2 separate regions of the Mus musculus genome follow, and region 2 is linked to region 1. A link is a contact called in public promoter capture Hi-C data. All regions are on one chromosome and are shown on one strand. Each heading gives the region's core, a stretch centred on a gene start, on an enhancer-like site or on the middle of the called end of the contact. The rest is flanking DNA. Distances are from core to core; before and after follow the strand shown. Region 1 holds the start of Impdh2 (inosine monophosphate dehydrogenase 2). Region 2 holds the start of Tma7 (translational machinery associated 7).

Region 1 (3,479 bases), core at 470-2,969:
TTGCATTGCTATTTCATGTCTGCTGCTTGAAAAGCCCATAACCATACTTTACATCCAAGAGTTTTCCCTTTTCTGGACATTACTAGCAGCTCCAATAAAGCATATTTAGATCGCCTACCTTTGTCCTCAGCTATTTCCTCTGTCGCTCTTACCTAGTATCAGTTCTTACATATTTTTATAACATGTCAGGAACCCTGCCCACTTAATTAACATCTGTACCTAATATAAAGCTGACACATGTTCCTTAAATTTTGAGTGGATGAGGGAATGGCTGTGAGACTGTTGGAGCACGCTGAGTACTGAAGAGGTACTGAGTACTGAAGAGGTACTGAGCCCAGAGAAGGTGGTTATTGGCCTTTGCTGCTGAGTTAAAAACAATGTGGGTAAACAGCTGGAGCTAGGTCTTCTAGATGCTTATCTGCTGCCAATGGGATATAGATAGATTTAAGTAGTTCAACCTGAAATTGTTTGGGAGGCTCAAACAGGAAGGGTTAGAATTATGCTATTACTTACTGAAATTCTTCTTCAGCCCTCAGAGTGTGAAAGGCCGAAATGACACCTTTTACCTGACACCTGAGCCAGTTGTAGCTCCCAACAGCCCAATCTGGTACTCAGTCCAGCCTATCAGCAGAGAACAGATGGGACAGATGCTGACCCGGATCCTGGTTATACGAGAAATCCAAGAAGCCATTGCCGTGGCCAATGCAACCACCATGCACTGAGGTGCCTCAGCTATAGGAAAAAAGATCCAGGAAAAACCAGACAGACTTTCACACTAAAGGAGAGGCCTCCACATTTTTTTTTAATTTGTAGTTATGATGCTTTTCAGGCTACTTCTGTTCAAAATGTAAAAGACGATATTGCCCTCTTTGCATCTTCATAAAATGGGCAGACCCCTGGTTCATAGGGATCTGGGTTTTCTGAGAACCTGGTGTCCTAGGAAGTGGTTGGCTTTTTCTTTTCTCTTTTTTTCTTTTGTCTGGGGCGTGGGGAAAGGAACTTGGACTGTATGGAGAGATACAGACCCTTCCCTTCCTCAGGGAAGATGGAGCTGCTGATGCATCAGCCTGTCACTCGGAATCGGCAAACTTTACTGACCACTCAGAGCCACATTTGTTTTTTGTTTTTTGTTTTTTTTTTTTGTAATGCTCAGACATAAACTTAACATCTTGATGGAAGAAGAATAAGGGGAACTTCAATTATGATTTTTATCCAGACAATTTCTATTACACCCTTCTTTATGACAAGTGACATAAAAGTTAAAGTAAAAACTTTACCATGCGCTTTTTTTTTTTTTTGGCCTAACATTGAGGCCTTAAAAATGAGGCTCCTGTGCCTGATGGAATTCTTGTAACATACACTTGTGTATCATATAAAGATACCACTCTTTCTCTTATGTATTCTTATTCTAGTTGTTTATTAAGAATGACAAGCACGTCTTTTCAACAAGCTACTGGAGAACGTGTCTTTATTTGGGGGAGGAGCTCTGCGGGGGCGGGGGAGTGGAAACAAAACTTAATTGAATGGGCCTGGATCCTGCTGTGGTGGGATGCGGGGAGGGGTGGGACAGGAAACAGGCCTTTGGCCTTGGGCCTGTGAGCTCGATAAGCACGTGGTTACCCAGCTCTGCCAGCTCCGCCTCTATACGGGGCGTGGCCCTCAGTACGCACGCCCTACGCCTGGCGTCATCGACGCACGCAACGTGTGACGGAATAATCTAGTTTATATTGGCGCGGTCCGGACGGCAGAGGCCTCTGCGGCGCGGTCCTCGGAGCGGCGCGGTTCTCGGAGCCACGCGTCTGTCTTCCTCCGTGGTCATGGCGGACTACCTGATTAGCGGAGGCACCTCTTACGTGCCGGACGACGGGCTCACAGCGCAGCAGCTCTTCAACTGCGGGGACGGCCTCACCTACAAGTGCGGGTCTAGGGCACCCATCGGGGCGAGGCGAGGGGCCGCACGCTGGCGAGAAGGCCGGATGAGGGAGGGCTTCATTGAAACTGGTGGGAGCGGATGGGGAACAGAATCCGGGAATTCCTTATCGCCGAAGACTAACTTCGACATATGTGAAGCAGGGGCAGGGGTTTAGAGGGTGATTTCAATAGTATTTAATACTTGAGTCGTGAGACACAGTTCTCTGGATATGTGGAATATGTTAGCGTGCACTAATGACACCTCGGTGGCATCCACCCAGTGACATTTTGCCTGTGTCACACTTGCTGGTACAACTCCCTGCTCAAGAGTTTTATGGGATGATATATGGAGTTGAAGTTTCTTGGTGTCACAAGCCTGAGAGACCTGCTTATTTCCCTCCTACAGTGATTTTCTCATTCTTCCTGGGTATATCGACTTCACTGCAGATCAGGTGGTGAGTAATAAGGCACTGGATTTTTGGTTTGGGGGGTTCCTTTTTTTTTTTTTTTTTTTTCTGAGACAGGGTTTCTCTGTATAGCCCTGGCTGTCCTGGAACTCACTCTGTAGACCAGGCTGGCCTTGAACTCAGAAATCCGCCTGCCTCTGCCTCCCAAGTGCTGGGATTAAAGGCGTGCGCTACTTCTGCCTGGCTCTATTTTGTTTTTGAGACAGCCTGCCTACATTACTTTGGCTGTTCCAGAAGTGGTTTTGTTGACCCTAATTATTAGTGTCAACGCTCAGTCTTGTTTCTGAGTGGGTACTGTTATTACAGTAGGCATGTGCCCCTGTACCCACTCTAGGAACTGGATTGGTAAATATCTAGGAGGGGTAAGATGCTGCTGTTCGTTACTGTGAGCTTACTGCACCAGGCTAGGCTTTGTGGTGAACATGGCAGCTCACCCAGGGCTCCTGGGATGGACCCTGAGGAATAAGCTGTATTTTCCTTTGCTGGTCCTTTTTCTCCTCAGGACTTGACGTCTGCTCTAACTAAGAAGATTACACTAAAGACCCCATTGGTTTCCTCACCCATGGACACTGTCACAGAGGCTGGAATGGCCATCGCGATGGCGGTAAGGCTTGAGCGCCATGGGTGCCATCTTATAGCCAAAGATTGTGTTTCTGTTTTATCACTTACTTGTGTGTTCGTCTTGTAGCTTACAGGAGGTATTGGTTTCATCCACCACAACTGCACACCTGAATTCCAGGCCAATGAAGTTCGGAAAGTGAAGGTTAGAAGGCCAAGCATCATGGCCAAGAGTTGCTGGGAATTAGAGGCGTGGGGTGGAAGTGGAGGGTTTGTTTTGCTAAGCGTCCTTTCTCCTGCTGTGAGCTTCAGCTACTGAGGAGGAAGACCCAAGACCCCATTTCTTAGCTAGAGCACGCACGGTGCTTCCAGACCCCCTATGTCCATGTTTGAGCATTTCATTTCATTTGTTTCCGTGGCTCTGCTATACAGGACACTTAGGCATGGACCTCATCCTTTAGAACAGGGGCCTGATGACAGTGATATCAAAGATACAGTGACCTTCTCACCATTCCTTCCAGAAATACGAACAGGGATTCATCA
Region 2 (3,479 bases), core at 466-2,965, 520 kb after region 1:
ACACCAGGAGTTTGCTTCTGGTGTTAGCTCTCAGATCTGGGACACTTTGGATTTGCAGATTATAAACACTTTGTCTGTACAGGATTTAACCAAGGTCTGACCTCCTTATACATAATCGCAGATTAAAGGTGCCAGATAACTGACCTCATTTTAAAAAGCAATCACAACAGCTACAATTACATTGCTATGTGGATAAACAACAGATCGAACCCAATGCAATAGGTCTTGGGGTGACAGTTCCAGTATCTATGTGACACTGATAACAGGCAGAAATAATTGCTAGTTAGAAAATGCAAAATAGTGCTTTTACAATGCACACAAAGTCAGGCTGGTTGCACAGACTCTAATCTTGGCTATCTAGGTGAAGGCAGGAGAATCTAAAATTCAAGGCCAGCCTCAGAAACTTTTTTTTGGCAGGGTTTCTCTGTGTAGCCCTGGCTGTCCTCGAACTCAGAAATCCCCCTGCCTCTGCCTCCCAAGTGCTGGGATTAAAGATGTGAGCCACCACTGCCCAAATGGTAGAGAACTTGTCTATCAATTTAAAAAACAACAACAAAGGTTAGAGAGATGGCTCAGCATTTAAGAGTACTGGCTGCTCTTCCAGGGGATCTGGGTTCAATTCCCAGTTCACAACTGTCTGTAACTACAGTCCCAGGAGACCTTTGTCTGGTCTTCCAGGGCACTGCACACACATGGTACACAGATATGCATGCATAAAAAACACCTATATGCTTAAATACAAAAATTAAAACTTTTCTTAATGAGATATTAGGACTCCTGGACCTGTGATTCACTCTCAAGAGAAAAAATCGTGGGCAAGGCACAGAGAGAGCATGGAGCGTAGGCTACAGCTCAAGAGGGAGGGTTTGCTTTGCACAAATGAGTGTGCTCCCCAGCATAGCCACAAAACAAAATAGTACCCAGAGCGAAATACATGCTAAGGAGCCTGGACTTTTATCCTCTAGTCTAGATAGCACGACTCAGTATCATTACTGATAACACGACCAGCAAGTAAAAAAAGTCCTATGTTCTAAGGTTAACAACCTATAAAGTGAATTGCTAGTTTGTAACCAGAAACAGGAGGATACTCAGAAACTTAGCTATATGTGTCTGTGCGGCGTACATGTTGGTGTTTCCACTTCTGTAGCTTCTCCATGAACTGGAAGCCCATGACTGTCTTGAGAGGCAACGTTTCCACTCCCGCCCTCTTCGAACTGCACAAACCCAAGGCAGGGGGCTTGGCCAGAGTGTACACCAGACCCAGTAGTTCACCAACGACCCCCGGAACAGACCTGTCCTGCCCTAGTATACCTACAATAGCTCGATCTTCACTTACCCAGGGGGCCCTTCCCGGCGGCCTTGGCTTTTAGCTCTTCGAGTTTCTTCTGTTCCTCCTTTTGTTTCTGCTTGAAAGCCTTATCTTCCTGCAGAGAGGCAAAGCAGGTTCACTCCAGTCCAGTCGCCCATACCCTCAGCGCCCGCCCGGCCTCCGCTCCCGTCCTCACCTCGTCCATCTCCTTGGCCTGCTTCTTGGGCTGTTTCAGGGGCTTCTTTTTGCCACCTGTGGGCGACACGAGCATGCTCGGCCCATCCCCGCCATCGATCGCCCTCCCATGGTTCCCCATCCATCCGTCCCACCCCCGATCTCCAAATAGCCTTACCTTCCCGGCCCGACATGGCGCCTCCAGCCCCTTCACCAGCCCCTGATCGTATGCCGGAAACAGGACTTACAGCCTTCGCTTATGCCGCACCTATGCGTGGCCCCTGATTGGCTGCTAGGCAGGAAGTCACCCTCACGTATTTTAAAGGATGCCTTCAGGGGCGGGTGCTGACCGGTCAGGGGTCAATTGAGTGGCAGACGCGGGGCTTTCTGCTGGAGCCTAATAGGCTTAGGCAATTCAGGTACGGGGCGGAAGGCTCCTTCTGCCTGGGTTTATCCGAAACCGTGGGAGTGGGGGATGGTGTCTGCCTATAAAGCTTGTAATCCGGCACAGAAAGAAAGCATTGCAGGTGGAGGGGAGGGTACATGCAAGTGCCTTTCCGGAACCGAGGAAAGCTCAAGTGGCGGGCACGAGATGGGATAGGAGATGGCAGAAGTGGGTAGTGGCCAATTATCACCCAGTCCTCAGCTTCAGAAGCCGCGGGAAAAAGTTCGGACTTATTGAAACAATGAGTGCAAGTGTTTGCAAATTCTTTCTTCTAGTTCGTTTTTTTGAGTATGTACTTTGTATAGATACATTGTATTCTGGACTGAGGCTTGAGGAACGCTGACATTGTAGCAAGACAAACCTACCGCAGAGCAAATAAGTAAAATACGCATCACACCTTATGTGACCTGTGTGGGGAGGAAAAAAAAAAAAAGCAGAGAAAGTGGTTAAGGAATGCTCCCTTGGTGGGATGTCATTTTTGCTAGGGTAGTTAAAAAAGACTTCTCCAGGGGCTCTCTGAGCAGGACTTTAGGAAGGCCAGGGAGACAACTGTGAACAGGGAAGAGCTAGGCAGTGCCAAGGCCCTGAGTGGAAGACGGCCTTGTGTGTTCCAGTCCTTCATATGATTGGAAGGAGTGAGAAAGCAGTCGAAAATGGAGAGACAATGAGAGTCAGATCCCCTGAAGCTGTGGAGAAGGCGTTGACTTTTGCCCTGAAGAAACTGCGGGACTGTTGAAGGCTGTTGAGATGGAATGGAGATGAGTGAGGGGTAGTCCAGCCATGGCATGCTAGCCAGCGAGACCACTTTGTATACCTGACAGAGATGGGGGTTGGGGAGACTCCTAGGCTTAGAAAGTCAGCAGGATTTTGCTAATAGATTGGATTTGAGTTAGGAGAGAAAACAAGAGGGATTAATTAGGGTGATGTGAGTTTGTCAGCCTAGCATTTGTACCTGAGTTCCCATTAACCACAGTAGCAGGAAAGATGGATTACTATTACGTTTCAAGCAGTGATACAGTTAGATAATATAAAATCCTGAAGAGATGCTTCAGCTGAAGAAGTGACGGAGGGGTGTGTGTGTGTGTGTGTGTGTGTGTGTGTGTGTGTTTGCTTGCTTGAATGAATGTGTGCAATAAAGGCTTGAACCTAGGGCCTCACTCATGTTAGGTAAGTGCTGTATAATTGAACTATATGCCCAGTTTTTGAGGGAAAAATCTAGTTATGAGTGTGTGAATGTATGTGTATATGAGAGAGTGAAAGAAAGACCCCAGAGGCCAGAGCCATCGGGTACCCCAGAGCAGGAGTTACAGGTAGTTGTGACTTGCCTAGTGTGGCTAAGTGCTAGGAGTCAAACTAATTTATATGCCCTCTTAGCCTCTGAACCATCTCTCCAGCCCAGTTATTATTTTTTTTAATAACAGGTTTACTGATATAAAGCTTACTATATAGCTTAGCTATTTAATTTATATAATTCAGTGATTCTAATACATCAAAGATTATACAAATATTACTACAACCAACTATGGAAGCATTTCCTCCCACTCTTTCTGG

The links. Promoter capture Hi-C pulls out the DNA fragments that hold promoters and counts their contacts.
Region 2: a promoter capture Hi-C map of erythroid cells shows a contact between it and region 1, with 4 times the contacts expected there. The contact joins the promoter of Tma7 here to the promoter of Impdh2 in region 1. A contact is called at or near these places in 2 of 39 promoter capture datasets (erythroid cells and pre-B cells), 1 of 484 Hi-C or Micro-C datasets (rod photoreceptor) and 3 of 115 datasets of contacts at active chromatin or transcription factors (embryonic forebrain, memory CD8 T cells and pancreatic cancer cells).

The regions. Positions count from the first base shown.
Region 1 is chr9:108,558,717-108,562,195 of GRCm38.p6, forward strand. It overlaps Impdh2 (inosine monophosphate dehydrogenase 2), which reads left to right and starts at 1,720. Exons shown (of 14, transcript NM_011830.5): 1 at 1,720-1,915; 2 at 2,318-2,366; 3 at 2,881-2,982; 4 at 3,067-3,141; 5 at 3,458-3,479. The coding sequence starts at 1,818. It overlaps Qrich1 (glutamine-rich 1), which reads left to right. Exons shown (of 10, transcript NM_175143.5): 10 at 530-1,451. The coding sequence ends at 722.
Region 2 is chr9:109,080,666-109,084,144 of GRCm38.p6, forward strand. Tma7 (translational machinery associated 7) reads right to left here and starts at 1,716. Exons shown (of 4, transcript NM_183250.2): 1 at 1,662-1,716; 2 at 1,506-1,561; 3 at 1,337-1,424. The coding sequence starts at 1,677. It overlaps Ccdc51 (coiled-coil domain containing 51), which reads left to right and starts at 1,831. Exons shown (of 4, transcript NM_025689.4): 1 at 1,831-1,902.